Linked DNA regions of Mus musculus: regions 1, 2, 3, 5 and 6 are each linked to region 4. Evidence: chromatin contacts called from public HiCAR-type and promoter capture Hi-C data. All regions are on one chromosome and are shown on one strand. Each heading gives the region's core, a stretch centred on a gene start, on an enhancer-like site or on the middle of the called end of the contact. The rest is flanking DNA. Distances are from core to core; before and after follow the strand shown.

Region 1 (2,966 bases), core at 191-2,690, 2.7 Mb after region 4:
GGCTGACCCCTTCTGATTAAGCAGAAAGGGTAACTTTGAGCATTCCGCTTGCAAAGGCTAAAGCCGCTTCTAGAAAAAACAGTATTCAATCAATCACAAATAACAAGTCCCACATACACTATTTGTTCCACCTGCAATCGATGTCAGCTAACACCTAGAGGCTACCATATGAGGATGGAGAAAAGAGCTAAGGCGCAGAGGAGCCGGAACCTCAAGCCCACCCCAACTCACCCTGGGCTCAAGTCTGCCTTCCGGGGGCTCCCACACGTAAGGGTACCCAGGCCTCCCAGGATTTCGAGGCCCAGAATCTGGGATCCCTGAAGGTTTCAGCAGTGCATCGCCTACAGAGCTGAGTCCCGCAGAGGCCGGGAGGGAAGATGAAGGATGCAGCCAGCTGCAGATGTGAGAATCCCAGCTGCGCAACTCTCAGGCTGTCAGTCCCAGCTCCTCCACGAAACCAGGAATGTCAGGAGGGTGACCCCGGAAGAGTCATACTATGCCTTTTTGCCCATCAAGAACCTCCAGCTCGGCCCACCCGTAACGGATGGATAGGGACGACCCCCAGCCCCGGAGAGAGGGTGATTCCCAACCCCTCGTGGATTGGGACCCAGGGAGAATGACCAAAGGCCCTCTGTCCACCAAGATTCACGGCTCTGCTCACTGTCCCCCATCTGGGATGAGCCCACCGAGAGTGAAACCCTGACCCTTCCACTGAGATAGGGTGACCAGGGAAAATGACCACCCAGGAGGATGGCCCTGGAGGGTCATGATCCCTCAAAAGTGGCTCCCTAGAGTGATCCCTGGAAACGTGACCCCGAGAGGATTATTATCTTCAAGGGTGGCCCCTGAAAGGATGACCCCGGGTCCTGCGCCCATAAGGACTCCCAGCTCTGATCCGCCCACGCGTCCGGGATCGGTCCCCGCGACTGGAGCTAGCGGCTGCAGGGGTGACCTCGGTGCCCACGGCGTACCTGGCGGCTGCGGGCCCCCAGGGCTGTCTGGCTGCTGTGCGCCGGACGCCGCGAGGCTCTTGCGCTCCTTCTGCGACTCCCTGCGGCCGCCTGCGCCAGGCCTGTGTCCTGAGGCCACAGCCGGGCTCCTGCCGCCACGGTGCCCGGCCCCGCTGGCCGCCGCCGCCGCCTCATCGCGACGCTTGCGCTGCAGCTGCTGCTGGCGCCGGTGCTCGGCCTCCCGCAGGATGTCGAACGGGTCCGACTCGTCGTCCAGCAGCTGATGGAAGCGGTTGGCCACGACGCAGCCGAACGTCTCCTGCATCGCGGCGCCCGCGGCGGCTACAGGGCTCCCCAGGGCCCCCTTCATGACGCCGCCGCTGCGGGCGCCGCGGGCAGCCCAGGCCAGTGAGGTTCAGCGAAGCCGCGGGCGAGGACCCATGCTGCTGCTGCTGCTGCCGCCGCCGCCGCCGCCGCCGCCGCACTCTCGGCCCCGCGGTCGGCTCCTCCCGGCCTGCGCGCCCCAGCCAATGAGCGCTGGTGGACACGCCCTTCGGCCCCGGGGCGCACGAAGACCCAATGGGAGACCGGTGTCTGTGACGTCACGCCCCACTTTATCCCCTCCCACTCTATAGCCTGTGGGCGTGGTGGTATGGGGCTTGGGCGGAGCTACCACCAGAAACTCAGGGAGGCTGCAAGCCTTCTCTCGCCGGTGTGCGCCAGTGGGGAGCCTGGTTGCACACCGCCACACTTCACCAAAATGACCTAGTCAAGAGCCTTTAAGGGCTTGCGTGTCTGGGGGAGAGCTGTAAACTGAGGGAAAGTGCCTAGAGGAGAGGCAGCGTCCTCAGCTGGGTGCTGACCCATTCAAGAAGCCTGGAGAGACTTGCGTTTCAAGAGGTGTGACAGGAACAAGAGACCAAAACAACCCATTCAAGTGCAAAGAAACAACCCCAGACCCACTGTGATGTTGTGATGAGTGCGGGAGCGGACAGGGTGAGGTTTAGATAGCGGTTGTTTTTCTTTTGAGACATTCAGTTAAGGCCTGGCTTCTGGGGAATGAAACTCCAAATTAGATGTCATGCTTGCTGGCGAGTGCCTTTGCTCTCTGAGCCATCACTCTCCTGAAAATTAATTTTGTAAGTTAGCATTCAAAGTAATGGTTCTTATGGTATGTTTGTGTGTTTATATGTGTGTGTATATATACATGTTTATGTCATTACACTTTGTTCAAAACTGTCTCCACATTGCCCTTCTCCATGATGCCATCCCTGCCTGCTGGTTCCCTCCCTATCACAAGCAGTTTTACTTCATAGAACATATGTTTTACTTCATAGAACATGTGAAAGGAATAATTAAATACAGGTGTTAAAAAAGGTCTGAGTTTTACTGTTGTCCAACTTCTCTGTGCAAAGAAATCAAAAGTGATTTTTGTCTCAAATTGTAATTTCCTGGGCTTGCCATTCAGGGACCTCAGGGGTTCTCAGTAAATTGTCAGATGGCTAGAGATTTTAAGATAGGTGGCCACTTCTTTCTTTGAATTAAAGATTAGAGCCTGTATTTTTCTAGCCAAAATTGGAAATAGGTATTCAGATGAAAACTCGTATTATTCTCAGAGGTGCTATTCACAATAGCCGGGAGGAAGAAGCAGTCCAAATGCCCATTAACTGGGTGATGGATGAATAAGATGTGCTACAACAGAAGCTAGGATGGGGTGGGGGGAGGGCAGAAAAAGAACAAGTGTTAGCACACACTACAAAACAGGTGAACCTTGGACCATTGTGTGAAGAAAGCTTAGATGATGTCAGGGATAGGGATAGTTTTAGTTACCTTCGCATTGCTGCACCCACAATACCATAATTTTGCAAATATGACATCAAAGGCACAAGCAAAATTGCACTTTATCAAACTTAGGATCCCGTCATCAACAACTTACGAGGCAAAGATTTATCTGGTGCCCAGTATCAGAGGAATTTAGTCCACCTTGGCAAGAAGACATGGTGAAGCTCCCAGTTC
Region 2 (3,097 bases), core at 215-2,714, 2.5 Mb after region 4:
CATATCTCATGTTATAAAGATGAGGTATGAACACATATCTCATCTGCAGTAAATTTTGAGGCACACACCACTACACTTCACAATACAGGAGCACACAAACTGATTCCATCACACATAAGCTCTCAGGAATCAGACTGAGACCAATTCCTCAGTGTCACTAGTGCTGTGTACAGGCCAGAATTTTTAGGAGGCCCCAGGGGCATTCTGGCAGTGTCACTCAGCTGCAGACCCATGAGCTGATGATAAAAGCCAAGCATTCCCCTGTGCTTAACAAAGACCCTGAAGAGAAAGAAAGAAAGAAAGAAAGAAAGAAAGAAAGAAAGAAAGAAAGAAAGAAAGAAAGAAAGAAAGAAAGAAAGAAAGAAAGAAAGAAAGAAAGAGGGAGAGAGAGAGAAAGAGAGAGAAAGAGAAAGGAAGGAAGAAAGGAAGAAAGAAAGAGAGAAAAGCAGGGTGAACGGAGGGTGACCACACATGAAAGTCTTTAAGATATCCTTCAGAACAAAGTAGGGGCTCAACGGGTGCAAACTGCTGAGAAGTCAGCATGGTTAGGGGCATAATTTAATGGCCCAGCACCTGTCTAGCATAAGGAAGGTGGGAGAGCAGGTATAGGAAGGAAAGGAGAAAACAAAAAGAAACACACACAATAGTTAAAGGGGGGGGGATGCATAAACATATGAGCAATGGGTGTGTAAATGAGAGAGAATGGGAGGGTTAAGTACTCAGGTGAGAGTGGATCTGGGAGCATAAATAAGGAGTAAGCAGGAGGGGGCAGAATGGGGATTAGAAAGGACTCCTTTAAAGTGTATACTGGTGAGTAGAGAGGGATGGAAATGAATGAAAGTGGTCGAGAAGCTGCTGTCTTGGAACCTGCCACCGGTCTTGTTCACCCGAGCCCTGCATGACCACCTGAGCCCAGCCCCACTCACATATTGACTGTCCTCTATCTCCTGCAGAGCCTTGATTTCTCTGAGGGCCTGGTTAGGAATACCATCCTCCAGCCGCCGCAAGGCCACCTTCTTGAGGGCAACGATCTCGCCAGTCTGTGCAGGAAAGAGTGCCGACACTGCCAGAGACCTTTGGCAAGGTAGGGGCAGGGAGAGAACACCCCAGGAGCGAGACACCCCACAGAGACCCGCCCCTAAGTCGGGAAGATCTGAACCGACCGCCAGGGGTCGCGCTCCCGCAGTCCGGCCGCTGGAAGCGGGATCGCCACAGATGGGACCCCGCCAAGTATCCTAAAGAGACCTCTGAGGCGCGCCCGCGCGCGCTAGCAGATCTCTACACGGAAAGACTGCAGAGGGAGCGCAGTGGGCATCCCTCGGACTGCACGTGCGGCATGGTCTCACCTCTACGTGCTTGGCTTTGAAGACGATGCCGTGGGCGCCCTCCCCGATGCGACCGAGGATGCAATACTGGTCCATGTCGGCCCGCGGTGCCCAGATCCTACTCTACAGGGATCCAGCATAGGCTCCTGCAAGCGTTGCCTAGCAATAACGCGTCTAGCAGCTGCTCCGTAAAGCACGTGACCGGAAAGACCAGTGCTGAGCTCAGTCAGGAATCTGCATCCCCTCTAGGCAGCACCTTTCCGCAGCCTTCGGCAGTCACTCTATCGTAATCTAACGCTCCAGGACGTGGCCATAGCACCACGTGACAAGAAACGCTGGTGCGTGGGGCTGAGAGGGGCAGGGCTACGCATGTAAAGGGTGTGTTCATTCGCCCAGAGGCGGAGCCTCTGGTAGGGAGGTGGATCTGGTGGAAGACTTCCAGAAACCAGCAAGAGTATCAGGTGGCAGGCACTCACTCAGCCGCTCTCTACATTTAGGCCTCTTTGTAACTGACGCAAATCATTGTTGCAGACAAGCACAGAGCTGAGTCGTGGAGTGTCTTAGTTAGGATTTTACTGCTGTGAACAGACACCATGACCAAAGTAACTCTTATAAGGACAGCATTTAATTGGGACTGGCTTACATGTTCAAAAATTCATCCTTTGTTATCAAAGGAGGGAGCATGGAGCATCCAGGCAGGTATGTTGCAGGAGGAGCATATTCAACTGCAGGCTGCTCGGAGAAGACTCGCTTCCAGACAGCAAGAGTATTAAAACCCACTTCCACAGTGATACACCTACTCTAATAAGACCACACCTGCTAATAGTGCCACTTCCTAGCCCAAGCATATACAAACCATCACATGGAGAATCACTTGGGTCTTTGGTCCCCAAAGGGCATCATGAATCCAAGTACCTTTTTTAAAAAGCTTACTAGCACTGACGATAAAGCTCCTTTGGTGAGGTGCTTGCCTAGAGTGAACAAAAGCCTTTGGTTCGACTCCCTGTACCACCTATGTTGGTTGCTCTAAATCACATCTGCCGTCCCAGTACTTGACAGGGTCTTATTAATCTACACAGTGCGATGCATCCTGCTTAATAAGAGACCTTATCTCAAAATAGAGAGAGGTGTCCACAAGTATATGAGATGACGACCAGCACCCCTACTAATTAGGAAAAATGAAATCAAACCACAATAAGATATCTTACACCCTTTAGGATGATTACTATCAGGAACGTAGATGATAAACCTGATACAGTTGTTCTGACTATAACTCTTGTATCCAGCAGGCCAAGACGAAGAGAATCTCAAGTACGAAGCCAGTATGGACAAGGTTACCTGCTAACATGGTAAAGCTGTGGAGAAATCAAGACAGAAGAGAGGGGAGAAGAACCTACACTAACGTGGGAAGGCAAGGATGCCAAGAAATTACCACTTTTGTGTGCGTTTGTTAAAAAGTGTTTCAGGGGTGGTTGCTCACTCCCTACAATCCCAATACTAGAGAGACTAGGAGTTGCAGGAGGATTGCCTCAGGTTCCAGGCCAGCCTGAGCTACAGTGTGAGACTTTCTCAAACCCAAAAGAAACGAAACTTTTAAATAGAATATGAAACTAGCCAGGCTCTATGGACTGGCTGTGGGACCCTCTTCTCAGGGAATGAGATAAGTGAAAGTTTTTGCCATACCTGTGGCACACACTACGCCTAGGTTTAAATCAGAAAAAGGAAATCCAAGTGTGGACTAGGGGGTAGAGGGAGCGTGAGGGGGCAGAAGC
Region 3 (3,225 bases), core at 249-2,748, 2.7 Mb before region 4:
TCGTATACATACATACATAAATCTAATAAGGCAGATGATGCTGGTACATGGATTTAATCCACCCAGCAGAGGCAGGTGGATCTGAGTTTGAGACTAACCTTGTCTACAGGTTTCAGAACACCCAGAAATCCTGTCTCGGAAAACAGACAAACAGATGCTTGAAAAATACATCCAGGGACTAGGTACACGGCTCAGCAGTTAAGAGTACTGTCTGCTCTCTCCCTCCCAGAGGTCCTTCCCAGCAACCACATGGTGGCTCACAACCATCTGTAATGAGTCCTGTAATGCCTTCTGGTGTGTCTGAATACAGTGTACTTATATATAATAAACACGTAAATCTTTATAAGAAGAAAAAAAAAGGAAAGTACAACCAAGCTCTTTAAGCCGACAGTGACTTTAGAGCTGAGAAGTGCATTAAAGGGGGTTGGGGACCTAAGAAACACCCAGCACGAGGAAGCATTCTGTACCCACCAGCTTAGTGGTTGTGGAACTTCAACTTTCTGTCCATCTACTTCCAGGTCCTCCAACTCCTTAAAGTACTTGTTCTTCAAGCAATGGAGAATCTCTTTGGCATGGCTATGGAAAAAAAAAAAAAAGCAAGTTTCACAGTCATCTAAGAAGGTGAGTTGGTAAGATTTAATAGCTTTAAGATTGCCAAGTGTTTTAAACGTAAAACCAGTTCTGAGAAGACGTTCCATAAGCGCTCCGGGGTGTGCAGACTTTTTAACACCTAGGCCCTGTTAACATCTAAGAAAGCAACACCATCAATTTTCTAACTCCCTCCAGTTCACTGTTCTGTTGGACACACCTTACAAATAAGGTAAAAGCAATACTGCATTTTGTCACAGCTTCAGTTTTTAATTGCCACGAGTCTTGCGGACAACGTACTTTGACGTGCAAGAGAGGCAAAGATTCCTGCTGCTCTGATGGTCCCCCATAGGACCCAAGTCTTTCCCGGGTCGCGTTTTCTATTCATATTCTAATGTCCCACCGAGGACGTTCCTGTGCACTACAGCCCCCAAGTCCACACCTCAGAAAAGACACAGCAAACGTACCTTTTGTACCCAGTGATTCTCAGTGTGGCTGGGAGAGGTTCTCGGAGTGACTCCATGAATTGGTCCCATTCTCCCTCTGGCACGATCTTGAGTTCCTGATAGTAGTGCTCGAAGAGCTTGTTCTCCTTTACGATCTCGGGATAGCCACCTTCCCAGCCCTGCCAGGAAAGCGACAGGTGAGCAAGCTCCGACCGACACCCGCGAACCCGGCCCACGAGCAAGCTCCGCACGCGCGAGCCCACCAGACACCCCTCTCGTCCCCGCGCCTACCGCCTGGCCTCGCTTTCTGCCGCCGTCGCTGGCGTCTTCCTCGCCCTCAGGCTGCGGCGGCTGCTGGAACCGCCGGCCCCGCGCCCGCCGCCCCATGGCCCACGCGGCTGCACACGCGGAGCGCACACAGCGACCCACCAAACCGCACGCACGCTGCACTTCCGGCTGCATCCCGAGGACCCCGCGGCTGGGTCCTAGCAGAGGCAGTCAAAAAATATGCCTGAAAGACACAACATGCTCCCGCCGAGAACTCACGCAAAAAAAAGGGTGGTATTCCTATAGAGAACGTGTTTCCTCAAATCAACCTTAAACGCCACTGAGCGTGAATCTCCCCGTCTTACACAGAGACTCAGGCACCTGCATGGACGACCTGATCGTAGCGCGTGCGCAGAGAGTCATGGAGTGTTGTCCGATCTGTCGCTGTCCGGGTTAGACTGTGGAGGGGCGTGGTTGCAAGTTAGGCGGGGCGGAGCGAGAGTCTGTTTCGAGCGAAGAGGCGGGGTCTTTGCTGTGTAGGCGGGACTTTGTGGGTGATGCGAGGCTCTGGTGCTCCGCTGTGGCGCTGAGGGGGCGGAGCTCCGGCAGAACTTTTCGCGAGCCAAAGGAGCTCTCAGCCAATGTGTGTAGCGCTCCAAGATCGGGCGGGGCTCTGAGGAGCGGGGCTCGAGACTAAGGCGCCCTCCCCCCGAAGAGGCGTGGCTCCCTGTGTGGGCGGGGTTTTACCCAATCGTTCTCTCGTTTGGATTACGGGCGGGAGGGTATCTTCTGGTGGTGCTAGCCTGTGCTCCTGTCTCCGCCCGAGCAGGTGGCTCGCCCCTCCCCTGGGCAGGTACACCCTGCTGGAGCGCTGGCCCTTGTGGGCTGCTCTGCGCCCTCCTCCTGAGCTTATATGTGGCTCCACTTGGACATCCGAGCATGGAGCACGCTGCTCGACCTCAGCTATGGAGTTGGATGAGTTGCGCCTACTGGATGCGCTAGTCTACCTGGAGGGTTTCCTGGCTTTCGTGGCCTTCGTGGGGCTCCAGATGGTGGGCTCTTCCTACGGCCGCTACTCCTCGCAGTGGTCCGGCCGCCGAGTGCCCGCGCGACCTGCCTGGTTCCTACAGGAGCTGCCTTCAATGGCCTGGCCGCTGTACGAGTGCATCCGTCCTGCAGCCGCCCGACTGGGCAACCTGCCTAACCGCGTCCTGCTAGCTATGTTTCTGATCCACTACGTGCAAAGGTAATGGTCTTCCCTCCTGCGCTTGCTCCCGAGGACCCGCGGCTCAGAGACTTAATTCCGAAATACAAAGGATTGTCTAGAAAGGGAGGTAGAAAGGACCGCACAGAAGCGGTGGAAGTTCGTGTCTGGTCAGGGATAGTGGCACAGTGGTCCGGATTTCTTCCCTGCCCATCTGCAGACTCCGCCCTAAGGAGTATCTGCGATGCCATCCAAGCTGCATTTCTACTGTTTCCCCCTTGGGGAATCTATCCCTGGTAGCCTGTCCCATAGCCAGGTGACCTAGCTTCAGCTTGCTAACAACCTACTCTGGAACCACTGTGGACCCCGAATGTGGACTGGAGCAATTTCAGAGATGTTTTGCTTTCTCTGTGTGAGATGGTATGAATCTTTCCCAGGAGGTGTTATGTGAAAAATGTTTTAGTGACCGCCTCAAGTCTTTGGGTTTTCTAATAAACTGGACTGGACTGTCTCTAGGTCTTATCTTTAACTGACCCAACATTTATTAATAACGTTTAAATGTTTTCATCTAGATTCTGAAAAGTGCACAATTAAAAAAAAAAAAGGATGTCTCTATATCTAAGGAAGTTGAGTTCTGTGACATTTGGGACATGGGAAAGTCTCTTATCCTCTCTGATCCTAAAGTATTCATTTCCCAGAGAGGCTGGGAGAATGCATTGT
Region 4 (2,877 bases), core at 281-2,780:
TGTTTGTTTTTTTTGTTTTGTTTTTTTTTTTTTGAGACAGGGTTTTTCTGTATAGCCCTGCTGGCTGTCCTGGAACTCACTTTGTAAACCAGGCTGGCCTCGAACTCAGAAATCTGCCTGCCTCTGGCTCCCAAGTGCTGGGATTAAAGGCGTGCACCACCACTGCCCAGCTCATTTCTGTATTTTTGACATTAAATCCAGTCCAAAATTCAGAAAAGATAGTTGATGTCAATGAGAGGGAAACCAAGAAATAATAAATAGTATCTACCTCAAAAAAAAAAAAAAAAAAGACCACTATCGAGTCATAGTAAAACTCAACAGTAACTCCACTTTCTGTCCTTAGTTTTTTATTTTAGACTCTACCTGTTGGGGTTGAGATCTTGAAAGCACAGTCTATAGTCTTTCTGCTTGCTCCATTTTTAATACTATATGCAAATTCTAAATATATCTTAGGGGTTTTGTTGTTGTTGTTTTGTTTTAGGTAAGGTCTTGCAGACTGATGCCAGATTCACTATGTAGACAACTGTAGTCTTGAACTTGCAGGGATCCTCCTGCCTCAGACTACTGAATTCTTGGATCTTGCATGTGCCATTTACTCCTACCTTAAAGTTAATATTTTTAAAGCTTATCCAACCTAACTTTCTACTAAAATTGTTTGATAGGGATTTTTAGGTGGGGAAAGTGAAGCCTAGAAGCTGAAAGTTATCTGGGATTGGTTGTGCAGCATATGATCCTAGAAATAAGGAAGCCCGAATTTGAAACTGGATTTCTCAATTCTAGTTAACAAACAAACAAACAAACCTGGACTCTACCCAATTTCAATGCCCTTGGATAACTTATTGAACTTTTCTGAGGCTCAGCTTCCTTCTCTCTTCAATACTGATAGCACCAGTAATTACACTGATGATTTAGAATTAAATGAGAATATAGCCACACTTCTGAACCCAAAGATTGCAGACCTATAGATTGAGTCTACCACAGATCGGGAAGGGGTATATCTGTGTTAACTATAAATGTTCATTATACCTGTGTTACTTCCAAAATAGTGCAGTATAACAGTTATTTGTGTGGTGCTTACTTTATATTCTGTATTAAAGTAATCCTGAGGTGATTTAAAGAATGCAATAGTGTATACATTATATTAAAACACCGCACCATTTGACATAAAGAATTTGAGCATCAAGCGTCCTCTAGCGTCCTAGCATCCCCTCCATGCATTTTGAGATGCGGTTTGCCTGAAAATCATTTACTACATTACCTGTCTCCAAGACTCCATTTATTCCGCAAAGGTTCTTTCCTATAACAGAGCATTGAATAACACTGTCTCCTAATTTCGCAGTACTTTCCCCATTGTGTCGCGAAGAATGTTTTTTGTAACAAGGCACACAAAAAGATCAGCCTAATGTGTGGAGTCCATTCAGGTAGGAAAGAGTAAATGCCTTCTGCTGGCGGTCAGAGCAGCGCCTGCCCCTCCCTTCCCCTTCCTAAAGTATCCAGGACGCCTGCGTAGGAGCCCGGCGTGTCCTCTAGGACTTACCCAGAAGGCAGCGCTTCACTCTCAGGTCAAAATGGCGGGCCGATCTGCTGGTGAGTAATTACTCCTCCTTTGTGGGTATCGTGGAGCGGTTGTATTTTCTCACGAACTTGTTCTCCTTTTGCGTTAGCTAAATAGCTAGTTTGTGATAAGAGACGTGGCGACCCAGCAGCTCAAAGGACAGGTTTCGCTGAGCCAGGTCGGGCCTGCCTGAGGGTTAGAACAGGGACCTCTGCCGGAAGGAGCCCAGCGGGGCTGACCGGGTTCGGCCTCCTTCCCCTCCGCCTTGGGACAGCTTAGGGAGGTGAGGAGGTCAGCAGACGACAGCCACAGCGAGTAGTGGGGAGCATTTGGAGTCAGGCGCAGGCCACTTCAGTGACAGTGATCGGAGCAAACAGCGCCCGAGCCCGCATGACGCTCCTAAGACTTGTCAGAAGAATTAAAAGGAAGTAAGATAGGGTTATAGTGAGGTTTCAGGTTAACCTTGGCATATCTGGACGGTGAGCTGGGGCTGCAGGGCTGTAAGGACTTTTGTTTAATGTAGGCACTAGAACAAATTTGAGATAGAGTGCCAGAATGTTTTCACATCAAATATTACTCACCCTCTCCCCTCCTATTTTTTTTTAAAGCTTAATCTTTGCCCACTGATGGTATACGTTGGAATAGTCTTTAAAAACAATACTGATAACCTTCTCACAGTCCCTGGAAATTCTGAAGGCATTAATTTTACCCATTTGACACAATTTTAGGAAAAGTATTCTGTTTTGTTGAGTTTAATACTTACGTAAGCCAGCTTCCTTTTCTGCAACAGGCTTTTGATCTATAATGTGGCAAACAGAGTAGTGCCTGACACATTTGTTAAGTAAATATTAATCGATATTATAATCACTGCTGTGTTAACAATTTAGTTCTTATGCTTTTTTTTAATATTTTTATTTTTTGAGCCAGGGTAGCCCAAGTTAGCTGTGTATTGAAGAATGACCTTGAACCTCTGATTCTTTTTTCCTCCACCCTAAAAATGCTGGAATTGCAGGAATGAATCACTATGCATGTTTTATGTAGTGCTGGAGTTGGAGCCCAGGGCTTTGTGGTGTATGTTAGGCAAGCAATATACCAACTGAGCATTAGCCCTTGACAATTTAAATTTCTCTTAGAAACAATTTTATGCATGACTTCTAATTTAAAGGTTGGAGGAAGCCATGTAGTAATCTGTACTGAGGATTAGGAAATTAGAAGGAGATAATAAGAAGGGAGCCTCTTTTTCCTTCTATGGTAAGAAAGTAGCCTTAACGCTTAGGGACTGAGAATATAGCTCAGTTGGTAAAAAGTTTGCCTTGCAATGT
Region 5 (3,187 bases), core at 124-2,623, 2.5 Mb after region 4:
TAGGGCCAGGAGGTAGTGGCGCACTCCTTTAATCCCAGTACTTGGGAGGCAGAGGCTGGCGGATCTCTGTGAGTTTTGAGGACAGCCTCATCTATAGAGCAAATTCCAGGACAGCCAAGGCTACACTGAAAACCCTGTCTCAGAAAATATTTTAAATACTATTATAAAAGACATTACAAGTCAGGCAGTAGTGGCGCACGCCTTTAATCCCAGCACTTGGAAGGCAGAGACAGGCGGGTTTCTGAGTTCGAGGCCAGCCTGGTCTACAGAGTGAGTTCCAGGACAGCCAGGGCTACACAGAGAAACCCTGTCTCAAAAACAAAAACAACAACAAAAACAAAACAAAAAAAAAGACAATACAAATTTTTAAAAATCACATACTGAAATTAACCAAACTCAAATATTATAAAGCTTCTAAACAGAATAGCCAATAAAAAAAATCTTATATGGCTAAAAAAAAATTACACTTTACCGAATTATTTTCTTTCAATCTTACCTATACCTGTATATATATTTTTTCTCTATCCAAGTAATTTCTTCAAGCTACACAACTACAGCCTTCTATTAAATATTACTCTTCTTGAGTGAGGAAGAGGAAACTAAAGCGGATAGCTCGGAGATAGCTTTAATCCCGGCTCTTGAGAGGCAAAACCAGGATGCCTGTGATTGCCTGGTCTACATTATTAAACCCTATAACCCCTATCTCAAACACATACTTATATCTTTTCCAGCGAATTTATCAAATTCCAGAAGTGGCGCATGCCTTTAATCCCAAAACTTGGGAGGCAGAGGCAGGCGGTTCTGAGTTCGAGGCCAGCCTTGGTCTCCAGAGTGAGTTCCAGGACAGCCAGGGCTACACAGAGAAACCCCGTCTCGAAAAGACAAAAAAAAAAAAAAAAAGGAAAAAGAAAGAAAAAAATTGAAAGTAAGAAAAACAATTCATAATGTAAAGTAGGAAAACAGTCTCCATCGTTCTCAACCGCTTTTTTTCTTTTCTTTTCTAGCCACCATCCTACAACCCCACCCCCACCGCCGCGTCCCCGCCTGCCACGAAAAGAATTTCTACCAGACTTGAGAGAAATGCTCCTAAGGAACAATCCATGTATAGGTAAGGCAGGAAGTGCGGCGTTAGAAGCCACGTGCTGATCTAAATTCTATGGACACCCGTCCAGCCAGACCCTGGAGAGGTGACTCTGTCCTCCGCTCTGTCTTCTTCCACTTACATCAGCATTGTTGTGGGTTAAACAGAAACCACGGGTTATGCAACTCTCCACCCTGCACATTTTAATCTACAACTTTCATACAAAAGGAAAGGTATGGCTGAGGTGGAAATTCCACAGCAGGCCTTTTTTTTCCTACGCTTTTCTTACAGAACCAAGGCACCACGCTGGCGTGGACCCTCCAAAGTGGATCAGCCTCGCCCCAAGGCTTGCACCACAGGACAGGTTACGACCCGGCGGCGTCACGCGCCCGGACTCCCGCAGGCTCCGCCCCGAGGCAGGCATAGCCAATGACGGGGCGGGGGCGGGCCCTGTCGGGGCTGTAGCCTGAGAGGCTTTAAAGCCTGAGCCCGGCGCTGTTCCTCCAGATTCTCGGACCTCGGCGACCTCCGGGGATCCGAGTTTGCAGACTTCTTGTGCGCAGCTAGCCGCCTCAGGTGAGTGACCCCCGCGGGTTTAAAGGCTTCCCGAGCAAGGGCAGGTAGGGGAATCTAGAATGTGGGAACCATAGCATCTGCAACCCGGACTGGAGACCCCCGGATGGGCCAGGATCTCGAGGATGTGTCCTCGGCCTCCCCGAAGTGATAGGCCCTTGTTGTCGAGCGGGGTCTTCATCAGGTCATGTGACTCCGGGCTGCCGGGACCCGTAGGGACAGCGGGACCCCCTCAAGCTGGTCACGGGACCCAGGGCTCCTTGTGCCGCCATAACATTCGCGGGCGGTGGCCGCGAGCGCGGAGCGGACGCCCATCCCCCTCTCCCCCGGACGGGCCCAGCTTGGCCCCTAACCCGAACTGAGATCGCATAAGGAGGCATCGCCTTGAGGCTTCAGTTCGCCTGATGTGCAGCTGTGCGTTAAAGTGTGTGGTGGCAACCCACCCTCTGGGTACTCCTGTATGCCCACTTGGGGTCACTAATACTTGTCAATAAATGACCTGGACCCAGTTGTCCTCTTAAGATTCTGACGCATACAATATCGGAAGACTTAAGACTACCGTGGCGCTATAATAAGAGAAAGTGGGGGGGGGGCTGTCGAGATGGTTCAGCGGGTAAGAGCACTGACCGCTCTTTCAAAGGTCCTGAGTGCAAATCTCAGCAACCACATGGTGGCTCACAACCACCCATAATGAGATCTGACACCCTCTTCTGTGCGTCTAAAGTCAGCTACAGTGTACTTATGTATAATAATAAATCCTTAAAAAAAAAAAAGCAAGAGAAAAGGGTTTACCCCTGTTCCAATGACTACTAGGCTGTTTTTGTTTCAGTAGCTAGAGTCTAGGAACCTCCAAAGATTAATTCCTGACTTGTTTTTCTCCACTCATAATCACATTTGTTAACACGTGCAAGGATGCTTCAACTCAGAACGGTTTACTGCTGGGCTGGTGGCTCATGGATCCCTAAACTTGAGAGATGGGTCATTGAAAAAGTTTAAAGCCTAAACTACATGAGAAACTGTCCTTAAAAGAGAAAGCTTCCGTGGGATTCTCATTTCCTCTTTTTCCTTCCCTAGGTGTTTGAACCATGAATCTTTTACTCCTTTTGGCTGTCCTCTGCTTGGGAACAGCCTTAGCTACTCCAAAATTTGATCAAACCTTTAGTGCAGAGTGGCACCAGTGGAAGTCCACACACAGAAGACTGTATGGCACGGTTTGTAGTGTTTACATTGTCTAGAGAGAATGGTCTTCCTTGCCCTTGGAAGTGTTTGTTTGGTTGGTTGGGTTTTGTTTTTGTTTTTCCAAGTCAGTGCTTCTCTGTGTGTCCCTGGCTGTCCTGGAACTTGTTCTGTGGACCAGGCTGTGAACTCAGTGCTAGGATTTAAGTCATGTGCCACCACTGCCCACCTCTTTCTCCCCCCACAACCCCCCTCTCTAACCCTCAGAAGTTTATAGCCAGAGAGTAGTCTCTAGAGGCCAGCTCTTAGCAGGAATAGCCCAATCATACATCCATTGTGAGCAGAGTAGAGCACATA
Region 6 (3,154 bases), core at 54-2,553, 2.6 Mb after region 4:
CCATGTAATCCTATGGATTATAGTGGTGGTTAAAAAAAAAAAAAACAAACCAAAAAAAAAAAAACTTTTCATAAAATTTCTGATTGTGACATTTGGTGGCCCTTCTACTGTGAGTCCTTGGAACCGTGTGAAGGACTTTCTCTTCCTGGGCAAAAGTTTTTGCTAACACTACAGACATTTTAAATGTAAGGCCTTCGTTGATGTCCTATGGAAACCCGAAAGGTGAACAAGCAGGTTCTTAAGGGCCCCTGGCTAAGGAAAGCCAGTCCCATATCTTATCTTTTCCGAAGCAGCAGGCTTAAGGTAGGGCTTCAAAACAAAAGAAGCCTTCCCTAGGGGAAGGAACTTCGTGAAATCTGCATTTCTGAGAGGTTCTTTGGGGGAGGGGAGGAGGGACTGAAATTTATCCCTCTGACTCTTGACTTCCCTTTCAGACTAAATCGCTGTTGACTACAGTCCTGCCGATGGGGACTTTGGGACTACCGACTGCTTCCAGTCTCCTCGCCCAAGTAGATGCTACCGTGAAGCTGGGCTCTTCAAAATGGCAGCTATGGTCAAGTTCCAGAAAGATCTGATATCTTTTTAACCCAGTAGCAAAATATGGGGCGGTACCACTGCAGACCCAAAGGAGAAAAGGCCGTTTGCTCAGCTGGCCACATGCTCCAACACTTCGTGCTAAGTCGGACCGTGGCCACCTCGGCTACCCACAGCGAGAGCTAGCGCGCTCCTGGGTTCCGAGGTGAGGTGTCGGAAGGTTCAAACCACCGCGGTAAATCGCATCTCCAGGTGGTTTCACCGACGCTAAGAAGCCCTTATCGATCCGATCCGATCGGATAGGTGGGAAAACGGCGCTGGTCTGAACTTCTAAGTTCTGAGGTCCACTCTGCCTTGCGTCCACAGAGCTGAGGACCGTTTCAGCAGCCTACACACTCTCCTAGCAGGCGGCCATGACAAGGCTCCCTTGGCGCGAATTACAGGGGAGACCCAAGAAACACTTAAAAAAGAAAAAAATTCCATCTCAAAGATCCGAAGTGGAGTTATTAGGGTAGGGTTGTGCAGGAACTCGGAGACTCACTCGAGGAACTGGGGACTGAGGCGTCAACACCTGGACACAAGAGACAAAAGTTAGAGGGGTCCCACCAAGGGGGTCGCCAGCACGCTTTCTGCCCGATTGGCGGAAGCGCTCAGACTTTTCTTTATGGCGTCACCGAGTACCTGCCTGTAGGAAGGCTCCAGTTGCGTGACGTCACGCCGCACTGACCAATGAGCGGCCCGAGCCGGTAGGCCCCGAGGAGGGTTGTGGGCCCTTCTTTTTGTGAATGAAGCTCCACGGAACATCCCTCCTGGGGGTCCCCGGGAGCCGCGGCCCGCTGAGCTCGGACGCCACGGCAGCAGCGTCCCAGGGAGCGCGCGCTTTGCTCCAGCCACCGGCCAGCGCTGTGGGGCCCCCGGGTCGCGGGCGGCGGGAGACGCAGCGCGAGGACCCGGGCCGGGTTGCCGGGCCATGGTCGCGGTCCCCTGACGGGCCGCGACCGCCTCCATGAAGCGTAAGAGCGAGCGGCGCTCGGCTTGGGCCACCGCGCCCCCCTGCTCACGCCGCAGCTCGTCCTCCTCTCCCGGCGTGAAGAAGAGCCGCAGCTCCACGCCGCAGGAGCTGCACCGCCTGGAGCAGCAGGACGACCTGTACCTGGACATCACGGGTGAGCCCCGCCACACCCCCACGAGGCTCGCGCCTCCTCGAGCCTCTAGTCGCCCGTGCGCCCGCGGTAGCAACTTTACCGGAGATGGGCCGAGGGGTCACTCCTGCAAGTGAGTCCGGCCTCGGGAGCGGGGCGGCTCTGCCCTCGAACCCACCTCATCGCGGGATGAGCCGGCGCGGTTGTTCCCACGCGAGTCCGAGCCTCTGCTGAGTCCCGCTGGTCTTTGCTGTCCCGAGGGCCCAAAGCCTCGCTGAGCCTTAGCAACGCGTGGGATCCGGCCCGAGCCCCCGGCCGTCCGACACCCCCCCCCCGCCCCCCACGCTGTCGCGCCCTCTCAGGCCTCCTGAGGGATCTTTGCCCTCCCTCTCGTGCCTCCAGAAAGGTGTCACGTTGATGGCGTTTGAACCACCAAGCGTGCTAAGAGCTCAGAGGTGTCACTTTTGAGAAATCCCCGCCAGCCGGAGCGGGTAGAATAGCCGCTTTCGAGGGTGATTTTTTTTCTTGGTGTCTCAGTTCTTGAAGACGAAAGAAATCCGTTTTGGCAGCCGCTCGGTTTGCTGGGGTTGATAGAGAAGCCAGAGCTTTGCCTTCGTTGTACTGATGTACGTGGAAAAGCGTTGTCAGCTGCATAGCTGCCTGCGCGGTTGAAGGAAGGTGCCGCGTTTTCTGGGGCGGATGGTGTCCACCTCTTGGTGGGGTTTTTAGAAAAGGTTTCCAAGACTTGAACTTGGACTTTGCTAGGTGGGCTCTCGATTGGTGACATTTATTTATTTAGGAAGTGTTTAGACAAACAAATTTAGTAGAAAGTATATTCTAGATTAATGGGCAACTAGAAAGTAAGACCGGTTTTTAAAGGAAGCTGAGAGGAGAGGAAAGGGTTTTTTTTTTTAGCGTTTGAAGGAGGAAGACGAAGGACTTGTTTTAACTATAGCCCCTGACTAGTGTCTGCCCAGGTCTACCGGTGTGTGACCCTGAAGGAGGAGACACCCTTGCCCGGGTTCCTTCCAGAGACTTCGTGCTGGTTGAATCTGCACATTATTTCTGCTCTTTTTTTTGTATGGGGCAAACTTATTTTCGTATAGCTCTAAATTGTAAAGATACACAGAGTATACTGAGAAAACTTTGTGGCAAAGACAAAGAAGTGCCCCCTAAATGTAACAGATGTTGCCAAGTTCTCGTGAATCTTTCCAGAAATATCCTCCACTGGCACACATATGTATCTATTCTTTGCAAACCCATGCAGGATGGTATACGATTGATTTTTGCATTGCTCTGCACGGTACTTCATAGCAGAATGCTAGCCTCCAATTGATGTGTTCAAAATCTCATTTGATTTTAAATGCTTTGTAAGCCAAAGGGTGTGTGGCTTTAAAGGGTTAAACTATAAAAAATGTTTATGGATTTAAACGCGTTTATAGTTTTAAATGTTTTATGAACATTTTAGGCAGTTCTCT

The links. Promoter capture Hi-C pulls out the DNA fragments that hold promoters and counts their contacts. HiCAR-type assays count read pairs that join an accessible place to other places. Capture Hi-C pulls out chosen DNA fragments and counts their contacts.
Region 1: a contact with region 4 is called in a HiCAR-type map of astrocytes, with 6 times the contacts expected there. The contact joins the promoter of Habp4 here to the promoter of Uqcrb in region 4. A contact is called at or near these places in 3 of 39 promoter capture datasets (cranial neural crest, hippocampal neurons and pre-B cells) and 1 of 115 datasets of contacts at active chromatin or transcription factors (astrocytes).
Region 2: a promoter capture Hi-C map of hippocampal neurons shows a contact between it and region 4, with 7 times the contacts expected there. The contact joins the promoter of Cdk20 here to the promoter of Uqcrb in region 4. A contact is called at or near these places in 5 of 39 promoter capture datasets (cranial neural crest, frontonasal cranial neural crest, hippocampal neurons and 2 more), 1 of 484 Hi-C or Micro-C datasets (cerebral cortex), 2 of 115 datasets of contacts at active chromatin or transcription factors (astrocytes and pro-B cells) and 1 of 9 other capture datasets (liver).
Region 3: a contact with region 4 is called in a promoter capture Hi-C map of liver, with 3 times the contacts expected there. The contact joins the promoter of Nsun2 here to the promoter of Uqcrb in region 4. A contact is called at or near these places in 3 of 39 promoter capture datasets (the 3T3-L1 cell line, liver and pre-B cells), 1 of 115 datasets of contacts at active chromatin or transcription factors (pro-B cells) and 1 of 9 other capture datasets (liver).
Region 5: a contact with region 4 is called in a promoter capture Hi-C map of hippocampal neurons, with 6 times the contacts expected there. The contact joins the promoter of Ctsl here to the promoter of Uqcrb in region 4. A contact is called at or near these places in 6 of 39 promoter capture datasets (cranial neural crest, hippocampal neurons, liver and 2 more) and 1 of 115 datasets of contacts at active chromatin or transcription factors (astrocytes).
Region 6: a promoter capture Hi-C map of second pharyngeal arch cranial neural crest shows a contact between it and region 4. The contact joins the promoter of Cdc14b here to the promoter of Uqcrb in region 4. A contact is called at or near these places in 4 of 39 promoter capture datasets (cranial neural crest, hippocampal neurons, maxillary cranial neural crest and 1 more).

The regions. Positions count from the first base shown.
Region 1 is chr13:64,160,340-64,163,305 of GRCm38.p6, reverse strand. Habp4 (hyaluronic acid binding protein 4) reads right to left here and starts at 1,440. Exons shown (of 8, transcript NM_019986.3): 1 at 972-1,440. The coding sequence starts at 1,320.
Region 2 is chr13:64,430,920-64,434,016 of GRCm38.p6, reverse strand. It overlaps Cdk20 (cyclin-dependent kinase 20), which reads right to left and starts at 1,464. Exons shown (of 8, transcript NM_053180.2): 1 at 1,347-1,464; 2 at 927-1,040. The coding sequence starts at 1,421. 1700015C15Rik (a long non-coding RNA gene) reads left to right here and starts at 1,581. Exons shown (of 3, transcript XR_873594.1): 1 at 1,581-1,663; 2 at 2,612-2,766.
Region 3 is chr13:69,610,289-69,613,513 of GRCm38.p6, reverse strand. It overlaps Nsun2 (NOL1/NOP2/Sun domain family member 2), which reads right to left and starts at 1,498. Exons shown (of 19, transcript NM_145354.5): 1 at 1,326-1,498; 2 at 1,056-1,213; 3 at 472-576. The coding sequence starts at 1,421. It overlaps Srd5a1 (steroid 5 alpha-reductase 1), which reads left to right and starts at 2,051. Exons shown (of 5, transcript NM_175283.3): 1 at 2,051-2,547. The coding sequence starts at 2,267.
Region 4 is chr13:66,904,003-66,906,879 of GRCm38.p6, reverse strand. It overlaps Uqcrb (ubiquinol-cytochrome c reductase binding protein), which reads left to right and starts at 1,530. Exons shown (of 4, transcript NM_026219.2): 1 at 1,530-1,587. The coding sequence starts at 1,569. It overlaps Gm10767 (predicted gene 10767), which reads right to left and starts at 1,465. Exons shown (of 3, transcript NM_001177750.1): 1 at 1,259-1,465. It also overlaps a transcript of Mterf3 not described here.
Region 5 is chr13:64,368,706-64,371,892 of GRCm38.p6, reverse strand. It overlaps Ctsl (cathepsin L), which reads left to right and starts at 1,373. Exons shown (of 8, transcript NM_009984.4): 1 at 1,373-1,657; 2 at 2,729-2,865. The coding sequence starts at 2,740.
Region 6 is chr13:64,273,137-64,276,290 of GRCm38.p6, reverse strand. Cdc14b (CDC14 cell division cycle 14B) reads left to right here and starts at 1,303. Exons shown (of 14, transcript NM_172587.3): 1 at 1,303-1,700. The coding sequence starts at 1,541.